Linked DNA regions of Hordeum vulgare: region 1 is linked to region 2. Evidence: chromatin contacts called from public Hi-C data. All regions are on one chromosome and are shown on one strand. Each heading gives the region's core, a stretch centred on a gene start, on an enhancer-like site or on the middle of the called end of the contact. The rest is flanking DNA. Distances are from core to core; before and after follow the strand shown. Region 1 has its middle 9.1 kb from the start of LOC123451143. Region 2 has its middle 52 kb from the start of LOC123447785.

Region 1 (3,643 bases), core at 517-3,016, 190 kb before region 2:
GACATCCACTTGCCAGATTTCATAATCGAAAAATGCAGCTATTGCTAACATGATTCGGACGGACTTAAGCATCGCTACCGGTGATAATGTCACATTGTAGTCAACTCCTTGAACTTGTGAAAAACCCTTTGCCACAAGTTGAGCTTTATAAACGGTCACATTACCGTCCGCGTCCGTCTTCTTCTTAAAGATCCATTTGTTCTGAATAGCCTTGCGACCTTCACGTAATACTTCCAAAGTCCACACTTTGTTTTCATACATAGATCCTATCTCGGACTTCATGGCCTCTAACCATTTGTTGGAATCCGGGCCCAACATTGCTTCTTCATAATTTGCACGCTCATTGTTGTCTAACAACATGATAGATAAGACAGGATTCCCGTACCACTCACGAGCAGTATGTGATCTTGTCGACCTGCGAGGTCCTATAGTAACTTGATCCGAAGCTTCATGATCATCGTCATTAGCTTCCTCCTCAACCGGTGTTGCCTCGACAGAGATTTCCCTCTACCCTGCGCCACCATCTTGAGGGAGCAGAGTTTCAAAACCTCATCAAGTTCTATCTTCCTCCCACTTAATTCTTACGAGAGAAACTCTTTCTCAAGAAAAGCTCCGTTCTTAGCAACAAACACTTTACCCTCAGATCTGAGATAGAAGGTGTACCCAACTGTCTCTTTTGGGTAACCTATGCGAACACACTTTTCCGCTTTGGGTTCCAGCTTTTCAGGTTGGAGCTTTTTGACATAAGCATCGCATCCCCAAACTTTAAGAAACGACAAATTTGGCTTCTTGCCATACCATAATTCATATGGTGTCGTCTCAACGGATTTTGATGGTGCCCTATTTAAAATGAATGTAGCTGTCTCTAATGCATAACCCCAAAAGATAATTACAAATCGATAAGAGACATCATAAATCGCACCATATCTAACAAAATACGATTACGACGTTCGCCACACCATTACGCTATGTTTTTTTTCTGTTTTTTTTCTTTTTTCTTCCCCACTTTTTGTTTAATTTCCTTTTTCCTTTTCAATTTCTTTTCTTCCTTTTGTGTCTTTTTTCTTTTGTTTTTTGTTATGTTTTTTGTGTTTTCACTCTAATTTTTTTGTAAGTGTCAAAATTATTATTTTAGTAACTGATAAACATTTCTTGTATAAACGTTCAACATTTTTGTTCTTATTCAACATTTTTCAAATACTCATTCAATAGTTTTTATTACTTATTCAACATTTTTGAAATACTTCATCAAAATTTTAGTACCTATTCAATATTTTTCAAATACTTGTTCAAAAAATATTCAAATATTCGTTTAATAATTTTATAATATTTACACAACATTTTAAAATACTTTTTCAATATTTTGAATATTTATCAACATTTTAAATGCTTGTTGATCATTTTTTAAATACTCATCCAACAATTTTTAATACTAATTCAACATCTGGGCAAATACTTGTTCAATATTTTAATACTTATTAGAAAAATTCAAATACCTCTTCAACATTTTTTGAATACTTGTTCAATTTTTTTAATACTTATTCAATATTTTGGCGAAATACTTTTCAACATTTTTTAAATGAGTTTTCAAGAGGCTTTTTTGTATACACGTATGTGGAATATTTCAAAGTATAAAGAAAAGTACAAAATAAAGCAAAAAACAAGAACAGGAAAAATAAAAATAAAAAGGCCACGACCTCCTGTGCTGATGGGCCGGTCTATCTGGGTTCCCCCCTCGCGAGTCACGCAACTGTGATCGCTTAAAGCGAGAGATAGGGGCGCCTCTCGCCCTTCGCACAGTGACGATGGAGCAGGCTGGCCAACTCAGCTCTGCTAGTGTAGCTACTTCATTTTAGTACCTCACTAGCCCAATTTTTTCCTCTATTTATATTTCTAACGACACTGAAAAACCATTCTTTTAGTATTGTGAACCTTTTTGAAGATATGAAACATTTTTTTAAATGTGAACAATCTTTAAATCTTTTGAACTTTGTAAGAGTCTGTGAACATTTTAAAATTTCTAATTATTTATAATAAAGGAAAATACGAAAAACAGAAAAAGTGAAAAATTGGACCTGAACCTTCTAGAATGTTCAAAACCCCAGAATAAACCAGACTGAAACCTTCCAAAAGGTTCCCAAATCTGATATCCCAATGCCGGGTTAGCTAGGGTCGTCTCTATCACGTTTGCTAAGTGACCCCCTTTGCGATTTGCGGGCATTTTGTCGGGTGAGAGGCAAATATAGAATTGCCACAAAATTTTGACATAAAGCAAGTCACAAGATCCTTGCAGAAACAGCAAACTATTCAAAAATGGTCAGCCCATATCGCGGGTGATTGCGCCTTGTGCTTCCTCATTAAGGGCCATTTCTTCTTGGATTGATCCAGTCTCGCTTTTATTTGAATACAATATGGCCACAGCTGCTCACGTACACACAAATACATTCATTCTATGAAGACACACACGCATATCCTATAGGTTTGTACTATCTTCATTACTCGTTCATGCACGCACATAGCCCCAGGTGAACTGATTTTTTACTCTCCTTTTCTTTCCTTCCATTTTTTAATTGCTCCACTTTATTCTCCTGTTTATATTGACTTTTCTTTCATTTTCCAATTTTATCTCCTTTAAAAAATGTAAACAACCTTTTCCCAAATTCATGAACGTTTTTATTAATAAAATATTGTTTTTGTAAAGGAATATTTTTTAAATACACTGTGAACAAGTTCTGAATAACATTTTCTTAATTCTTTTAGGGAAATATAAAAAGTTGGATCAGTGAGACAATTTTTGGTAGCGATTTGTAAAAGGAGCACAGTTGTTTATTAAAGAGACACACAAAGACCGTCCGATTTGCTCATCCTCGCTAAGCGCAATCCATATTTGGTGCTATAAGCTTATAGCGCTACTAAGAGCGCTATTAGTCCACACCGCTCACCTCCTCAATGTAAGTTGGTGGTAACAAGCGGCCCATCTACAGGGGTCGACGTTTGATTTTGCTTAGTTGATTTTCTTAAGCTTCTAGAAGCTTTTGTCCGGTTTTCATAAGCTTCTAGAAGCTCCTAGTCTAGGTTTTTTCCTGATTTTGTCAGGGGTTTTCTTCTTTTTTACTATTTTTCCTTTTTCCTTTTTATTTTATTTTCATGAACTTGTTTTCAATTGGCCCAACTTGTTTTCAAATTCGTAAACCTTTTTTTTTCTATATCTTGATTTTTTTCAGATTTATGAGTTTTTGAAATCGGTTCACATTTTTATTTTCTTGAAGTTTCAAGTTCAAGGAATTTTTCAAATTCAACATTTTTTCATATTTGCGGTTTTTTAATATTTTTTGAACTTTTTTCAAATTCATGAAACTTTTAAAATTCTATGAACACGTTTTAGTGTGTCAAAATTTTCCGAAATCTGTAAAAAAATCAGATTCATGAGCTTTGTTTCAAATTATTAAACTTTTTTCAAATTCAGAGGTATTTTTCAAATGAATGAACTTTAAAACAAATTGTGATCCTTTTTCGCATTCACAAACTTTTTCAAACTCGCACCCTTTTCCAAATGCCTGAACTTTTTTCAAATTCATGAATATTTATAAAATTTTAAACATTTTATTTATCGTGTGAAGTTTCTTAGAAATATATATTTTTT
Region 2 (3,893 bases), core at 490-2,989:
AGGCCTTTGCTTTTTTTCGGAATATGTGTATTCTTGATGTAAAGGTCGTGTGTAATTGATATCTTCGAGATATTAATAAATTTCCCTTTAAAAAATACAAGCATGTCACGTAATCATACAATTATGAATGTGATAAGGCCCACCTCAACATAAAACCATGCATGAGAAAATACTTTTCAATCTATTATTCTATTTCTATTTAATAAATATTTTACAGCTACACATATTCAACTATAATAAGTTGTATGTATTTTTTTTGTTCACGTGTTATTAATATAAATACTATATTCCACACAGTCAAGTATAATTATAATATATTACAACTAATTTCTACAGCAACCCACGAGGTATCATCTATTAGCTTACTCCGTTCCAAAAAAAAAATCTTAGGTTTGTTTAAAAATAAATGTATCTAAATATTAAAATTTGACTAGATACATTCATATATAAATAAATCTAAGACAATAATTATGAGACGGAGGGAGTAGTAAATTATGGATCTTAGCTCAACTGATCTTTCTTCTGAAAGCTGATGTGTTGCAACCGCTATTCAAACGACAATCAAAGGTTGGTAAAACGCTACTAGTCAAAGTCAAACACAAGAGGAGGGATCGATGCAAAGCAGATTGTTTAGAGAAAAGCGCTCTGCTTATTCTACTTAATTATGTTCATTTTTAAACAGAGGCATGCAAAGTTTGTCATCCACATTCATATTCGGATAGACACATCCAATGATCCTAACCAAACTGGACCCAGCAACAAACTATCTTATCTACCCACGACTGAACAAGATCATCTACCCAATCTCCGGTTTTCCTTTGGTGCTTGCCGTCTTGTCTTGTTTACCAGACACATGTGCAACCAGGTTGGCAACAGGGAAAGAGAACTTCCATTCCATACCACGCTGTGCCCCCATCAGATCAAAAATCTCCCACCACTGAAGAAAAATCCATGCAGCACCTCGACCCTAGATGTCTCCATCCTTACCTTCCAGGCCACTTGGAGGCCGCAATCTTTTCTCTTGAGAAAAGGTCCTCCGATATATATCAATAGTAGGAAACAACAGTACAAGGGTCCTCAAAAGTAACAAAAGTTATAACTTGATCCATGGATCATACGGATACGGTAGTTGAAGAGAGCCAAAGACACGTCATTGTCATGGTCTCTCTTTCATTCTAGTCGGACAAACTTTCTTACAGTAAACAGTCAGAATTAATTTTACATGCAGAAAAGAAAGGATCAGTGTATCAAAACAGCAACCTAGCTGACGATGATGAACGTAGATTAGAAGGGCCTACTTCCTCTGTAAATAAATATAAAAGTGTTTACATCATTATTTTAGTTATCTAAATATTTTTATATTTCTCTGTGGAGGGAGTACTTTCAAACACAGCAACGAACACGACGGCCGGCCATGGATAGAACATCTCACGGGTATTTTGTGCCATCTTTTTTCGTAGCTTGTCAAAAGATATATATTTTTTGTGACCATTCGTCAATAGATATAGGACATGATAATTCCAAAAGGCCGAAAAACCCTGCATTGCACGAGCACACAGCTTGCAGATAGGCTCGACACGCAGGCACACGCTTGTCCGTCGGAAATCTCCTCGATCACACTCGACAAAAGTGCCAGTGATGTCAAGCAAAACCTGTGTCCCCCGGCGGTGTGGACAGGAGGTACATTCGTGTGGCTGCTCCGAACGCTACGTCCATAGGAAAAAGCACACACGCACACGCCAGATTTCAGAGCGCGTCGAGGCTAGCCAGGTCGTTTTCCGCGGTATCTGTCTCTCACAGCTGACAGCGCGGGGGTGGCTCGAGAAAAAAGACGGCAGGAGCCATCCATGGACCGCAGCATGTTGGCGAGATCCAGGGCAACGTGCCTTTCATTGGAAAAATACAGTTTTGATGTCACTGTTGCCCAACGCCTCCGTTGCCAGACAAACGGTCAAATAAAAGACGGGAGACACCTACATGTCCTCATCCCTAGATTAATTCCAGTCCACGTCGATAAGTGATGAAAATATTGGCACCTTTAATTTGCCGGGAGAGAATACTGGGGCTGTTCACACCAAGCGCTGGCGCACTGTTACACCGGGAAAATCACACACGAATTCATTCGTTGCTTTTTTTGCGACAGCCTACTGAATGCTTGGTGGCCATCTGAAAGAAATGTCGGTTTTTACACCCGGTTCCCCAAGCAGGGTTACATATCGTACTGACTGGCAGCGAGCTGTTGGACGACTTGTTTGTCCTCAAGATATGCAGTTTTAAGCTTTTCGTTGGTGTGGATTTGCATCTTGAAAAGGCTAAGCTCTTGACTAATTTTTTGAAAGATAAAAAGATTGGCTTTATGAATAATGATGCCAATCTTCTTCTCTCCAATGTGATATATGATAAGTGCAACGAGCTAGAAAGGAGGAAATATTGGAAAGGGCGAGCCATCTTCTAGCGCGTAAGACAAGACTTTTCTGAATTTGACAAGATTCTTCTCTCGGGAGTAAATTGAAAAAAAATATCGTATTTGCAGCTAGGGTTGCAGTTTACCTTGGGGTTGTTTGGTTTCAAACTACATAGATCAAGCATTGTTCTCCGATAGGACAGGTCTACTTGTTCGGGAAAAGCACGCGCGGGCCTCATGGCCGGTAGCCCATGGTGGTTAACCCTAGCGGGAAAATGCTTTCCTTGCACTTCTCCTTTGTCCAGCTCTTTCTCTCCCCTATCTCGCTGCCGCCAATGCATTTTCATTGTGGTTCTGTTTGATGGAGGTGGGATTCGTCTCAAAACGCGAGCTCGTTTCAGAGCGATGTAAGCACTTCCTCTCTGATTCTAGGGGTATGATTCTAACTGATTTGGGAATTCCGAATTTGAGCTACTTCCCCTCTGATTTGATGTCGTATTTTGTATTTGTTAGAGCACGAACACCATGTATGACTCGGATTTCTGCAGACTAGTTGATGGAGGAGTGTCTCTCCATTGCCATCACCGAGCCATAGCCGCTAAATTTGAATCCTTTGAAGGAATGCACACATGCATGAGGTTTTTGAGATGTGTGTGACAATTTAGTGATGTGTATGTAGTTGATTTGTTTGTGCTTAGAAAGAAAGCAACTTTATTACTTATTTGGCTAATAATTATTCTTGAGTCATAATATGTATTTTGTTAATTAGTAATTCAGCAAGGCAATAAAGTATAACTAGTAGGAAATTATGTAATCAATTGTACAATTAGTGTATTTGTTGATTAGTGATTTCCAGTCACGCAATGTTGATTTATGTATTTGTTCTTCTTTGTGAAATTTGTTGTTCAGAACTTGGCCGAGGATCTATCACCATTTAGTACTGATAATAGGGACATCAAAGGTTTGGAATATATGCATCTAATAACAATACCTCGTTCCGAACATCACAAAGGGATTCTGAAAGCAAAAGTTTCTGACGTAACTAAGTTCAGTTGCATTTATTCATTCATAGTTTTTACAAAATACATGAACTTACACCCCAAACTATAGTTCATTCATGAACTTGCACTAGAGATCATAGATTTATAGTTTATAAAAACGATTTAAATAAATCGCTGCTTAGATCAGTATGACTAAAACCACCGGTTTGCAAAGTATACATCTAACATCACCACATGTTTGATTCATGGTTCCTAGACCAACTTTATATTTCATAGGCCGGTACTTAACATAGCATCACATCTAACATCTCATCCAGGATTTCCTTGATCTTCATAAGCTTGTCCTTGTTCCCATGCCTAGGTTTGAGCAGGTCACCAATGATATATTCAAACTTGTCCTTCTCCTCAGTGAGATCATTTCTCTCCTACCCGATCTCACCCCTCTCCTTCTTTGGATTCCTGGTGATATTTGCTTGAGAGAACTGAAT

Evidence for each region. Hi-C and Micro-C count contacts between places; a contact is called where the count stands out from the background.
Region 1: a Hi-C map of seedling shows a contact between it and region 2, with 3 times the contacts expected there. The contact joins two enhancer-like sites. A contact is called at or near these places in 2 of 6 Hi-C or Micro-C datasets (leaf and seedling).

Annotation. Positions count from the first base shown.
Region 1 is chr4H:41,717,439-41,721,081 of MorexV3_pseudomolecules_assembly, reverse strand. No RefSeq gene overlaps it. Among protein-coding and RNA genes, the nearest start is that of LOC123451143, 9.1 kb to the left of the region's middle. Within about 2 kb of position 1,766, at least 3 of the 3 cell types and tissues checked have open chromatin away from gene starts, as enhancers often do. A contact at or near this core is called in leaf and seedling, where this site is marked.
Region 2 is chr4H:41,527,262-41,531,154 of MorexV3_pseudomolecules_assembly, reverse strand. No RefSeq gene overlaps it. Among protein-coding and RNA genes, the nearest start is that of LOC123447785, 52 kb to the right of the region's middle. Within about 2 kb of position 1,739, at least 3 of the 3 cell types and tissues checked have open chromatin away from gene starts, as enhancers often do. A contact at or near this core is called in leaf and seedling, where this site is marked.